Regions from separate parts of the Pan troglodytes genome. Here all the other regions are linked to region 3. The links are chromatin contacts, called in public Hi-C and HiChIP or PLAC-seq maps. All regions are on one chromosome and are shown on one strand. Each heading gives the region's core, a stretch centred on a gene start, on an enhancer-like site or on the middle of the called end of the contact. The rest is flanking DNA. Distances are from core to core; before and after follow the strand shown. Region 1 holds the start of SERPINE1 (serpin family E member 1). Region 2 holds the start of TRIM56 (tripartite motif containing 56). Region 3 holds the start of ACHE (acetylcholinesterase).

Region 1 (4,578 bases), core at 957-3,456, 320 kb before region 3:
GGAGACATCTGCATCCTAGAGCAATGGAAAGAGGGCTGGTGAAGGAATCGTTCTGGAAGACAGGCGGGAGGGGAGGGGAGCTGGCCAGCTGTGGGCCCTGCTCTTCTTGTTTCCTGCAAGCAGGTGGTAAGTGAACACTAGGGCAAGGTGCAGGAAGAGACCATGACACGTTCAGGTTCTAAGCCCATCCCACTCCGTCTCACTCAGACTGACTTATCCCCGGGCAGTGGCAGGGAGTCTTCGCCCATCTTGCCCTGTGGGAATCTTGGAATCCAGTCCATCTCCCTTCCCTCTGTGTCCCGTAAAAAAGCCTTAGAAGAAAAGCAGGTGAGAAGTCATTACCACTCTCTGCCTTTGCAGCCCAGGGGGAATTTAGCCCAGACTCAATTATCAGTTATCACAACATCTTTGATTTGCATAAGCTTTAAATTTGCTTTCTTTTCTTTTCTTTCTTTTCTTTCTTTCTTCCTCTTTCCTCTTTCTTTCTTTCTTTCTTTCTTCTTTCCTTCCTTCCTTCCTTCTTTCCTCTCTTTCTCTCTCTTTCTTCCTTCCTTTCATTCATTTTTAGAGACAGGGTCTTGCTCTGTCACCCAGGCTGGGTGTAATGGCTCAGTCTTGGCTCCCTGCAGCCTCCGCCTCCCCAGCTCAAGCAATCCTCCCACCTCAGCCTCCCAAGTAGCTGGGAATACAGGCACACCAGCACGCCCAGCTAATTTTTGTATTTTTTTGGGAGTGCAGGGTTTTGCCATGTTGCCCAGGCTGGTCTCAAACTCCTGGGCTCAAGTTATCTGCCTGCCTCAGCCTCACAAAGTGCTGGGATTACAGGCATGAGCCACAGTGCCCAGCCTTAATTCTCTTAATGCTTTCCCAGCGATTGTTTCATTCAAGTTAGCAGGCATGAGGTGGGAAATGGGTAAGTGTCTTGATGCAGAGGGACTGAGAGTGTCAAGGTTCTTGTTACTGGGTGATGGGGTTGTTGGTGACGCCTGACCATCCTCCCTGCTCTCCTGCAGTCACCCCTAGGGCAGGGTCGACCCAAGGCTGCAGGTCCGAGGAAAAGAAAATAGAGGAATAGCGGGGGATCATGGAGGGAGGAGATTCTGGGGAGGCGAGTTCTCTGCCTTAAGCCCGAAGTAAGAGGTTGGAGGGAGTTTGCTTTTCTCCTACCTGAAGTTCTCAGAGGTGCCTTGCGATTGGCGGTTTGTCCTGCTCTGGCGGCGGCTGCTGAGCTGCAGGAATTCAGCTGCTGGAGGGGGGCGTGTGGCTCTTCTTGACAGCGCTCTTGGCCCTGCAGCCAAACACAGCTGTGCTCCTCTGTGGGCCGCTGCCTCCTTTTATACCAGATGTGGGCAGGAAATAGATGAACTCATGTTCCAGCCCCACCCACTCACTGGCTCTGGGAGTCTGTCTGAACAGCCAGCGGGTCCCCCTCGACACCTCCCTCTCTGGGACTTGCTGAGGCATGTGTGTGTGTGTGTGTGTGTGCTGCTCTGTGTGTGTACGTGTGTAAGAGCATTCAGGAACAATTGAGCAAACCCCAATAGCCTTGGCCTGAGAAGCTCCCTTGACCTTTCTGCCCTCTGCCTGTGTCTGTCTCTCCCGGATGTCCTGCCAGGTTGACTGTCTGCCATGCCGGGTGACCCAAAAAGCCCAGGACCCCTAGTGTTCAGCTTGGAGAAAAACAAAAACAGCTCACGTTGCCTGCTTTTCCTTTGGAGAACCAGGTCACTGTGGAGTTATCAAAGATAACCTCCATCAAAACGTGGAAGTTTTCCCCCAGGGCTGTCCACCCGGTGCTCTGGACCACCTCCAGGAAAGAGCGCCCCTCCCTCCTCCTGGGCCCAGCCCAACAGCCACAGGGCATGCAGCCAGCCACGTGATTGTCTAGGTTTTGTCTGTCTAGGACTTGGGCCCAACAGAGGACTCTTGGTCTTTCCCTCATCCCTGCCATGTGCCCGGCCGCCTCCGATGATACACGGCTGACTCCCCCACGTGTCCAGACTCTCTCTGTGCCCCTGAGGGCTCTCTTGTGTCAACAACCTTGTCTGGCTGAGGTTGGAGGTGTGCTGGGTGGGGTGGTGGTGGCTGAACGGGACCAGGGGTTACCATGGTAAAAGCTTGGTAAGGAAACAGGAGACCAACGTGTAAGTTTCACTTCTTCGAGCTGCCCGCTAGGACTTGGGGCAGCTTGTCCTTTATCTTCTTCCTCCAGACACAGACACAAGGGGAAAAGGGATAGAAACAGAGTGTCAATTCATGGCAGGTTTGCAGGGTGTGCTTTTAGGGCAAGGGGGTGAGGGGAGGAAGAGTGACCGATAGATTCTGTGGAGCAGTGGTCCTCAACGTTTTTGGCACCAGGGACCGGTTTCATGGAAGACAATTTTTTCACAGACCAGGGTGGGATGGTTTCGGGATGATTCAAGCGCATTACATTTATTGTGTGCTTTATTTCTATTATTATTACATTGTAATATATATAATGAAATAATTCCACAATTCACCATCGTGTAGAATCAGTGGGAGCCCTGAGCTTGTTTTCCTGCAACTAGATGGTCCCATCTAGGGGTGATGGGAGACCGTGACAGATCATCAGGCATTAGATTCTCATAGGGAGCTTGCAACCTAGATCCCTCACATGAACAGTTTAGAATAGGGTTCGAGCTCCTATGAGAATCTAATGCCGCCGCTGATCTGACAGGGAGTGGCGCTCTGGTGGTAATGCGAGTGATGAGGAGTGGCTGTAACTACAGATGAAATTTCACTCACCTGCCACTCACCTCCTGTTATGCAGCCTGGTTCCTAACAGGCTATGGACCAGTACCGGCCCCCGGCCCAGAGGTTGGGGACCTCTGCTGTAGAGGGTGGAAACTGGCTAGCAGTGGGTGAGCATGTAGGGCTAGACTAGTGGATTTTGTTGTTGTTGTTGTTTTTGTTTTTTTTTTGTTTTTCTGTTTTGAGACGGAGTCTTATTTTGTTGCCCAGGCTGAGTGCAGTAGCACTATCTTGGCTCACTGCAATCTCCGCCTCCCAGGTTCAAGCGGTTCTCCTGCCTCAGCCTCCCGAGTAGCTGGGATTACAGGTGTGCACCACCACGCCCGGCTAATTTTTGTATTTTAGTAGAGACGGGGTTTCACCATGTTGGTCAGGCTGGTCTCGAACTCCTGACCTCGTGATCCGGCTGCCTCGGCCTCCCAAATGCTGGGATTACAGGCGTGAACCACCGCGCCCAGCTGGATTTGGGGTTTTGACAGGGTCAGGTGCCCTTGGCCATGTGGTCTGGATGTTGTGGATGGAAGGGTGGCCAGGGTGCTGCCCAGGGGGTCCTGTATTGGAGAGATGGCATACTTGGGGTCCACGGACTGTTGGGTTTAGTGTATGTGGTGGGGTTCAGTTGGGAGAATCCATGGCAACAGCTGATAGCAGAGTCACAGGAAGTTTCAGTGGGTGGAAGCATCGGATGTTTGTTTTGGATTTTTTCAGTAAACAGATACCAAGGGCAACCACACTGAGCAGCCCTCCTGCTTTTTAATCTGCCTTAGGCTTTGTTTTCTCACAGCTGGCAGGGAAAGAGAGGAGAACCACAGTCGGAAAGTTAGGCTCACAGACACATTAGGAGAACTCTTCCTGTGAAACTGCCTCTTGTTTATGTCTTTTTCCTTTTCTTAGTTGTGGTTTGGAGTCCCTGAGAGTGTGGTTAGTGGTGAGGAAGAAGCAACTGCCCTGACCTCTTGGAAGAAGACAAGTCCAGCCCCAAACCCATCTCTTTTTTTTTTTTTTTTTTGGAGACAGGGTCTCACTCTGTCACCAAGGCTGGAGTGCGGTCATGTGATCATAGCTCACTGCAGACTTGAACTCCTGGGCTCAAGCAAGTATCGGGGACTACAGGCAAGCACCACCACGCCCAGCTAATTATTATTTTTTCTTATAGAGACAGAGTCTTGCTATGTTGACCAGGCTGGTCTCGAATTCCTGGGCTGGAACAATCCTCTCACCTTTGCCTCCCAAAGTGTATAAGCCAACATGCCCAGTCCCGAACTTATCTCTTGTCCTCAAAAGTACCCCAAGACAGGGCATGGTGGCTCACACCTGTAATCCTAGCACTTCGGGAGGCCAAGGCAGGTGGATCACTTGAGGCCAGGAGTTCAAGACCAGCCCGGCCAATATGATGAAACCCCATCTCTACTAAAAATATAAAAATCAGCTAGGCATGGTGGTGCGTGCCTGTAATCCTAGCTGCTTGGGAGGCTGAGGCAGGAGAATCGCTTGAACCTGGGAGGTGGAGGTTGCAGTGAGCCGAGATCATGCTATTGCACTCCAGCCTGGGTGACAGAGCAAGAATCTGTCTCAAAAAAAAAAAAAAAAAAAGTACCCCCCAAGGCTTTGCTCTCTGACCTTAAGGATCAGACGGGAACAGGGATCAGGCAGTACCAAGCCTCGAAGACTTGAAAGTTCAATGGGTCTAGACATAGCTAGATGTGGCCTCCTCAGGTGTCTGACACCAGCCTCTCCAGGCTGCAGCTTAGCCTCCATCCCTTCCTCTGCCTGTCATACCAGGAGCCATTGTCCCATACCTTGCCA
Region 2 (4,154 bases), core at 1,199-3,698, 280 kb before region 3:
TGCGAGCAGGGCTGGCACAGGAAGCGCAGTGCCTCCCCGGGGTGCTGGGGACACTGGGCCGCTTGGCGCTCCCGGGCCTCCTCATCATACCACCCGGCCCTGTAGCCCACCAGGTCCACCACGCGGTGGGTGTGGGTCTGGCGGGTGCAGCGGTGCCCGTCGGCACAGGCCTGGCACAAGTCATCGGCACAGTCCAGGCACCGGGCCGTGGCCGGCCCCCCGGCGCTGGTGCCACCCACCAGGGGACACAGGGCACAGGCTGGCTTCCCGGCACGCAGGTCTCCACAGGCCCGGGCCTTCACCAGGTCCAGCAGCCCATTGACGAAGAAGTTGGTCTTAAAGGAGGCCACACCCTCGGGCGGCACAGGCACTGTCTCGCGGCACTCGGGGCAGCGGACACGGCCGCCATCCGCCAGCTGTGCCAGGCAGTCTTGGCAGTAGGTATGCAGGCAGGGCAGTGTCTTGGGTGCCCGCAGCTGCTCCAGGCAGATTTTACAGGCCAGGAAGTCGCTGCTCAGGGCCTCCAGGAGGGAGGGCGAGGACCCGTGGGAAACCATGCTGCAGGCAGAGGCGTCAGGATCAGAGTTGAGAAGGCACCTTCACCAGCTCACCCTCTAGCTTCTACCGCCCGTCCTCAAGCCCCACGGATCCCCAGGGCTAGGGGCTGACCCAAATGGCCGGGAAGGAACCTGAGGTCTCACCTGAATGGCCAGGAACTTCCTTCTAGTCTTCTGAGGCCTTGGGCCACTTGCTCTTGAGCTAAGGAGCTGCCCTCCTCCTTCTCCTCCTCCTCCTCCACTTCCGTGTGTACATCCAGCAAACATAAAAATGTCAGTGCTACTTGTTGGGTCAGACCTGTGAGAAATGACAAGACCAGGAGTCCCTGGCCTTAGCTAATAATCGAATCCTCAGTGTCCCCAGTCCACAGGCCTTTTGGCAAATGTGGTGCAAGCCCTCCTGTGTGCACAGGTACTGGGGTCCTGCTGTATAGGGTGCCAGGGTGCGAGGAGCAGGCAGTAAGGACACAGACGGGGATCCCAGTGGGCAGAGATGCCTAGGTCCTGCCAGTTGGGGTAGGATCTTGCAGTAGCTTAGGGGGCTTTAATCCTCCAAGCCCCATACACCTGCCTTCTTTTTATTTTATTTTAGTTTTTAGCAATAGGGTCACCCTCTGTCACCCAGGCTGGAGTGCAGTGGTGTGATCGTAGTTCACTGCAGCCTCAAACTCCTAGACTCAAGTCTTTTGAGTAGTTGGGAGTACAGGCATGTGCCACCACGCCCAGCCTTTTTTTCTTTTTTTTTTTTTTTGAGACAGAGTCTCACTCTGTTGCCCAGGCTGGAGTGCAGTGGTGCGATCTTGGCTCACTGCCACCTCCACCTGCCAGGTTCAAGTGATTCTCCTGCCTCAGCCTCCCGAGTAGCTGTGATTACAGGTGCGCACCATCACACCCGGCTAATTTTTGTATGTTTAGTAGAAATGGAGTTTGGCCCTATTGGCCAGGCTGGTCTTGAACTCCTGACCTCAGGTGATCCGCCCTCCTCGGTCTCCCAAAGTGCTGGGATTATAGGCGTGAGCCACCATGCCCAGGGGCCCAGCCCATTTTTAAAAAATTATCACTTTTTGTAGAGATGGGGTCTTGCTATGTTGCCCAGGCTGGTCTCCAATTCCTGGCCTCAGGCTATCCTCCCGTCTCGGCCTTCCCAAAGCATTAGGATTACAGGCATGAGCCACCGCACCCGCCTGGCCTTACACCTGTCTTCTGCTAGACCTGGGGCAGCATCGCGGGTGGTGGAGGCCCCACTTTCTGCATTTAACAGTTTCTAAAGCGGATTCTGGAGTGGGCAGAAAAACGCTAGGGGAAGGGCTGGTCCCCTTCCCGCTGCTGGCTCACCCTCTGATAGACTTGGCCTTGGCTTATCTCCTGGAGTCCTGTTCTTTTAGCTTTTCCTGCTGAATGCATTCCAGAAACCTCTGGAGGGAGGGAGTCCTGAGCTCCTGGCACAGTGGCTGAGACCTACTTGTTGGGCAGACTAGGTGGAATGTCCCCTTTTCTGGAGCTGGGAGGAGACCTCAGAGAGTGGGACGGGGTCTTTCTTGCGGGGACCTGTGGCCACAGAGCGGGAGGGAGGCGAGTGCAGTTTCCCTCCTGCCCTCTCCTCCTGCCTTCCGGGTGCCTCTTCACGCCCTCCCTTTCCTTCCCTTCCTCCTCCTCCCGCGCTCTCTCTCCACTCCCCTCCCCCTACTCCCTCCGCTCGGTCCTTCCTATAGCTGTGCCGCCCCCCACCCCTTACCTAGCCAGAGCTGATCTTGACCTCTAGGATGGTGAGGGGGCCTGGGGCCTGGAGGCCGCCGTTGCTGGGTGCCTGGAAAAGAAACAAAACTGAAACTAATTGTACTTGTGGTGCAACTTCCGTCCCAGCCAGGGACACACCGACTCGCCTCGCCTCGCACAGCCTCAGGCCCCGCCTTCCTCCCCACCCGGCCCCGTCCTCTCCCTCCAAGGCCCCCACCCCGGCAGGCAGATGGCAGGCTTGGGCTGGAGTCCACCAGCCAGGTCGGCCTGTCAGTCCAGCCTCAGGGCTAAGTGTGTGTATGTCACAAACAGGGAACTACCTGAGGGCGGGTTCTCTGAGTAGAGGGTGGAGGGTCACAGGGTTTATTTGTGGGAAGAAATGAGAGCTCATCTGTGATTCAGAGACCAGGGTAACTAGACACATGGCCTCAGGCCGGGTCTGCAGATTTGCTAACACCTCAGGCAGGCAGGTGCCTGCAAAGCTTCAAGAGAGGCCTTTCATTCCATAAACCGTTCCTGAGCTGTAGGAGAGGCTGTGGGGGATCAGGTAAGAAGCCTCTTGCTGAGGGAACAGCACAGGCTTCCTGGAGAAGGCATCAATGAGATGAGTTTAAAGAAGGCGGGAGGATTGCTTCAGCCCAGGAGTTCAAGACCAGCTTGGGCAATATGGTGAGACCCAGTCTCCATAAAAAATTCACTAGCCGTGCATGGTAGCGCATACCTGTAGTCCCAGATACTCAGGAGACTGAGGCAGGAGAATCACTTGAACCTGGGAGGTTGAGGCTGCAGTGAGCCATGATGGTGACACTGCACTCCAGCCTGGATGACAGAGCAAGACCCTGTCTAAAAAATAAAACAATAAGAGGGCATAGAGAGCTGGAGAACACTGAGAAGAATGTTCCTGTTCCAGGTACTGGGAGCAGCAAGGGTACATCCCCATTTAGGATGATGTGTGTGGAGAGGATACGAGAGTGTTGGCAGAGAAGCCTGCATTTTATCAAAAAAGACAAAAGAATCATTGCAGGAGATTTCCCTCAACATTTCATGAAAAAATAATTTTTATTTTGAGACGAAGCCTCGCTCTGTCGCCCAGGCTGGAGTGCAGTAGTGTGATCTTAGCTCACAGCAACCTCCGCTTCCCAGGTTCAAGCGATCCTCCTGCCTCAGCCTCCCAAGTAGCTGGGATTACGGGCACTCACCGCCATGCCCAGCTAATTTTTGTATTTTTAGTAGAGATGGGGTTTCACTATGTTGGCCAGGCTGGTCTCGAACTTCTGACCTCAAGTGATCCACCCGCCTTGGCCTCCCAAAGTGCTGGGATTACAGGCGTGAGCCACCGTGCCCAGCCCCATTTTATGAAAAATTCAAAGCACAAAGAAGTTGAAAGAATTGCGGTGAACACCCATATCTCCACCACTTCTGTTCTACAATTATCATTTTACCATAATTAATTCATGACATACCTATGCATGTTTGTACCTTTTTATCCACGTGGCGGAATTTAAGTAGGAAACTGAAGCTGTAAGAGCTCATTCTGGCAGCAGCCGAGAGGACAGAAGGGAGCCTGACCTCAGGGTCCAGGTGAAAGGTGGAGGGGCTGAGACATAGATGCCAGAGAGGTAGGTGGAAATCCAAAAGAGAGAGGGTCACAGAGGCCAAGGCAGGAAATGCTGCACTTCTAGAAGGACGAGGGGGTCAGCACTGTTGAATGCTGCCAACCAGACGGGCAACCAAGGTGAGGACAGAAAAATAGGCCGGGTGCAGTGGCTCACACCTGTAATCCCAGCACTTTGGGAGAATCACTTGAGGCCAGGAGTTCGAGACCAGCCTGGCCAACATGGCAAAACCTCGTCTCTACTA
Region 3 (4,621 bases), core at 1,980-4,479:
AACTAGCAAGAGAGAAAAGGGTAAAAAGGATGGATAAGCCGCAAAGAGAAATCATCCTATCCTGTGTAGGATGACGTAACTTGGATCCAGCAGGAAGGCTGGCCCAACATTAAGTAGGGGACATATGAAGGGGTGGGTAGAGGGAGGAAAGTCCTTTGTGTGGCCTCAGGCTCCCAATTCTGCCAGGTTACAATCTCGCTTAATGGGGGGTTGGGCAAAGGCTCATCATTAAAGGAAGAGTTCGGCCGGATATGGTTGCTCAGGCCTGTAATCCCAGCACTTTGGGAGGCTGAGGCAGGTGGATCACTTAAGGCCAGGAGTTTGAGACCAGCCTGGCCAACATGGTGAAACCTCATCTCTACTAAAAATACAAAAAATTAACCAGGCATGGTGGTGCGCACCTGTAATCCCAGCTACTCAGGAGGCTGAGGCGGGAGAATCACTTGAACCTGGGAAGTGGAGGTTGCAGTGAGCCGAGTGCCACTGCACTCCAGCCTGGGGCGACAGAGTGAGACTCTGTCAAATAAATAAATAAATAGGAGATACTGTTCTTCAGCCCCTCCTCCTTCCTGCTGGCTGGAATGTAGATGTGATGGCTGATGTTCCAGCAGCCATTCTATGCCATGTGGTGGAAGTCACATGCTGAAGATGGTGCAGTAACAAGATACTGTGCAAGGAGCAACGGGGTTCCGTGTAAAGAAGCCTGGACCCTGACATTGAGGGCACCATGCCAACCCTGCAAGACTCATTTCTAGGTCTCTCTTTTTTTTTTTTTAAGACAGAGTCTCCCTCTGTCACCCAAGCTGGAGTGCAGTGGCGAGATCTTGGCCCACTGCAATCTCCGCCTCCCAGGTTCAAGCAATTCTTGTGCCTCAGCCTCCCAAGTAGCTAGGAGTACATGCACACACCACCACACCAAGCTAATTTTTGTATTTTTAGTACAGACAAGGTTTTACCATGTTGCCCAGGCTGGTCTCAAACTCCTGGCCTCAAGTGATCCTCCTGCCTCAGCCTCCCAAGTAGCTAGAACTATAAGTATGCACCACCACACCCAGCTAATTATTTTTATTTTTTGTAGAGACAGGGTCTCACCACATTGGCCATGCTGGCCTCATACTCCTGGCCTCAAGTGATCCTCTCTCCTCGTCCTCCCAAAGTTCTGGGATGACAGTCACTGCACCTGGCCCAAGAAATACATTTCTATTATTATTTTTTTTTTTTTGAGTCAGAGTTTCGCTCTTGTTGCCCAGGCTGGAGTACAATGGCATGATTTCCGCTCACTGCACCCTCCACCTCCTGGGTTCAAGCGATTCTCCTGCCTCAGCCTCCTGAGTAGCTGGGATTACAAGCATGGGCCACCATGCCCAGCTAATTTTTTTGTATTTTTAGTAGAGACAGGGTTTCTCCATGTTGGTCAGGCTGGTCTTGAACTCCCAACCTCAGGTGATCTGCCTGCCTCAGCCTCCCAAAATACTGGGATTACAACAGGCATGAGCCACCACGCCTGGCCTCTATTATATCTTGTTAAAGCCATTATTTGGTTTTTGGTCTCATACAGCTGAACTGAATATTAACCAATAAATAGAGGAAATAAGAATCTTTTGTGTTAGAAGATGTGGATCAAGGTCTGTAATAGAAGTGGGGTTCCCTGCCAGGCATGGCAGCTCATGCCTGTAATCCCAACACTTTGGGAGGCTGAGGCAGGAGGATCACCTGAGGTCAGGAGTTCGAGACCAGCCTGGCCAACATGGTGAAACCCCACCTCTGCTAAATATACAAAAATTAGCCAGGTGTGGTGGCAGGCGCCTCTAGTCCCAGCTACTCAGGAGGCTGGGAAAGGAGAATCCTTGAGCCCAGGAGGCAGAGGTTGCAGCGAGCTGAGATGGCATCATCTCTACACTCTAGCCTGGGCGACAGAGCGAGACTCTGTCTAAAAAAAAAAAATGGCGCTTCCTTCCAAGGTGGGAGACAGAGATAAAAGAGGGGTAGGGAAATTCTCTGAATTGGCAGAACTGGTAGTAGAAGCAAGGCTCATTCCTGGATAAACAGAAATGGTGAGAGAAGAAATGGGAAAAATCAAGGACATCCCTGCAGTGACAGCTGTGGAGGGTGGGGAGTTTACTATGCTAGACTATGTAGGGAAACGCCTCCTGGCTTGACAGGTTAGGTGCCTGTGTTGACAACGGTTGCTGAGAGCTCAAGGTGAAAAGAGGGATAGTTCCAGGAAATGATAACCCTGGTGATAAACTATCCCTGCCCTCCCTATCTTCATTGTACAGGCCTAGAAACTCGTGACGACAGAGGTTAGGTGACACCTGCGTGGCACAGTTCGTCTGGAGGGTGACAGGGGCAAGCCTTCATCACTAGCAGGGCCAAAAATCCCTAAAGCCTCAGGACTGGGGCAGGCCTCAGAGCACTCGTTCACAGTTTGTTTCCATCATTTTATTTTTTTGCGGAGAAGGGAGTCTCGCTATGTTGCCCAGGCTAGTCTCCAACTCCTGGACTGAAGCGATCCTCCTGCCTCGGCCTCCCAGAGTGCTGGGATTACAGGCACCGCGCTAGGGGCCACACGCGGCCCCATCATTTTAATAATTCATAATTACCACGCTTAGAAACCTGCCTCAGATCCATTCCCCCCGCAGCAACACCCACCATCCACCCTCCTGTCCCCTCCCCCATGCACAGCCCTTACATCTGCTCTTCAGGGATCTCAACTAGGGCACATGGTCTGGCCAGTGAGGAGCCTTCAACTAGTGCGGCCAGAACGCTGAAGGCCGGATACAAGGAGCCTCGGTGTCCAGGCAGGGGATTTGGGGTTGCCTGAGATTGGGGCGGGGAAAGCCGGAGACAGTGGGCACAGATGGCAAGGGGTTCACCTCCCCAACACCCCCAACCCAGCCCAGTCTCCGAGGCCCGAGTGGCTGCTTTTTGCGCCACCTGGCGGCCGTCTCCAGCGAGCAGAGCGCGGGTGACCGTGCCTGCGGGACCCGGTTCCCGTGGGGCGAGCGGGCGTGGGGCCCGCCCAGCTTGGAAAGCCGGGAACCGCGCGGCCCAGGGACTGGCAAGACTCCGGATTCAACCCCTGCGAGGCCCCGCGACCCGGTGCCCGCGGTCCCTGGCGGCGGCGCCCGCGTGCCCGAGGCGCTGCGGGGCGCTGCGGGGCGCGCGGCGGTCAGAGCGAGCGTGTGCGCACGCGCCCACCCCACGCCGCGCCCCGCACCGCCGCGCGCGCGCACGCACGCCCCGACGCTGGCCTGCGCCGGCCGCTCTCCCACGCGGGGTCTCGGGGGCTCCCGAGCCGGCCGCCTCCAGGAAGCAGGCGCCGCGCGGTATTGCCGCATGCACCTCGGTCGTGGGGACCCCGCTGCAGCAGCCCTGTCCACACGGGTGAACTCCTGGAGGGCGGGGCGGGGGGCAATCTGCGCGGGTCAGGCCCCTCGGAGCAGGCTGGGGGCGCCTGAGCCAGGCCGCTCCCACCTGCCAGCCGCGCGGCCAATGAATGCTAGGCCTGGTGATGTCATGCCCCGACCGGACCCTGGTGACGAAAGTCCGAAGTCACCCGTCAGGGAACCAGCACAGACCCACCCGCGGGGGTTCCAGAAGTTTCCACTGCCGCCGCGGAGTGCGGCCTCGCCCAGCAGCCTTGCGCGTGCTACCACGCTGTCCTGCCTTCTCAGGTGTCCTGAGTCACCCCTTCCTCCCCCAGGGGTCTCCTGTCTCCATAACCTCCCACCTCATTTCCACTAGCGATCCCATTTTACATCTCCATTCCCACAGGTGTCCTTTCATCCCCAGGAGTGTCCCACGTCACCTTTTCTGCACCCGTGCCACCTGGACCCCTAAGGGGACGGTCCTCTGCCACACTCCCACATGCCTCTCCTCCCATGCCACCCGTCTGTGTCGTGGCCGGGGATGCATGACCCCTTGGCCTTGCGCTAACTGCACCAGCCTCAAGCGAGACCGACAGGGTGTCCAAGTGTGTCCGTCCGTCTGTGAAAGTCGTCCCTGCGATTGTCTGTGCCTGTCACTGCATGAGGTCGTCCGTCTGCGCGTGTCTGTCTCCACGGGCTTCTGTCCGTCTGTCACGTGGGTGTCTACTCCGCCGCTGCAGGTCTTTGGGTCGCGTCTGTCACTGCGCGTCTGTCGTCGGTCGGCGTCTGGCACTGGAGTGCGTCTGGGCCCCGGGGTCTCCGGGTCTCGGCTCCAAGGGAGGGAGAGAGAGGGGAGGTGGCCACCCGGGGGAGCGGGGAGGGGCGGGGGCGGAGACAGTGGGCGGGGGCGAGCGGGGGCGCTGTGAGGCCCGGAGGGGGTGTGTGCGGGGGGCCGGAGGCGGCGGCTGTCAGAGTCGGCTCAGCCTGCGCCGGGGAACATCGGCCGCCTCCAGCTCCCGGCGCGGCCCGGCCCGGCCCGGCTCGGCCGCCTCAGGTGAGTCTCCCTCCCCGCCCGGGACTCTCCTTAAGGCCCGCGTCCGGGGCACCGTGCGCTCCCCGAGGGGTCCAGGCCCCCCTAACGGGACGGCTCCCGCTTCCCCGGGCCTGCCCCGCGCCGCCCTCCGCTGCCCCGCACTCGTCCGGAACTCTTCCCCGGCCGCCTCACACTCACCGACGCCCACGCAGGAGCC

Evidence for each region. A called contact is a pair of places that touch in the nucleus more often than the background predicts. HiChIP or PLAC-seq counts read pairs in DNA pulled down with a chosen protein or histone mark.
Region 1: an H3K4me3 HiChIP or PLAC-seq map of stem cell-derived excitatory neurons shows a contact between it and region 3, with 3 times the contacts expected there. The contact joins the promoter of SERPINE1 here to the promoter of ACHE in region 3. A contact is called at or near these places in 1 of 7 Hi-C or Micro-C datasets (stem cell-derived neural progenitor cells) and 1 of 1 datasets of contacts at active chromatin or transcription factors (stem cell-derived excitatory neurons).
Region 2: a contact with region 3 is called in a Hi-C map of induced pluripotent stem cells, with 3 times the contacts expected there. The contact joins the promoter of TRIM56 here to the promoter of ACHE in region 3. A contact is called at or near these places in 2 of 7 Hi-C or Micro-C datasets (induced pluripotent stem cells and stem cell-derived neural progenitor cells) and 1 of 1 datasets of contacts at active chromatin or transcription factors (stem cell-derived excitatory neurons).

Annotation. Positions count from the first base shown.
Region 1 is chr6:110,672,656-110,677,233 of NHGRI_mPanTro3-v2.0_pri, reverse strand. It overlaps SERPINE1 (serpin family E member 1), which reads right to left and starts at 2,206. Exons shown (of 10, transcript XM_527841.7): 1 at 2,107-2,206; 2 at 1,168-1,331; 3 at 1-15. The coding sequence starts at 2,109.
Region 2 is chr6:110,632,615-110,636,768 of NHGRI_mPanTro3-v2.0_pri, reverse strand. TRIM56 (tripartite motif containing 56) reads right to left here and starts at 2,448. Exons shown (of 3, transcript XM_016957912.4): 1 at 2,293-2,448; 2 at 702-855; 3 at 1-558. The coding sequence starts at 557.
Region 3 is chr6:110,357,240-110,361,860 of NHGRI_mPanTro3-v2.0_pri, reverse strand. ACHE (acetylcholinesterase) reads left to right here and starts at 3,229. Exons shown (of 6, transcript XM_054656144.2): 1 at 3,229-3,677; 2 at 3,949-4,086. The coding sequence starts at 3,500.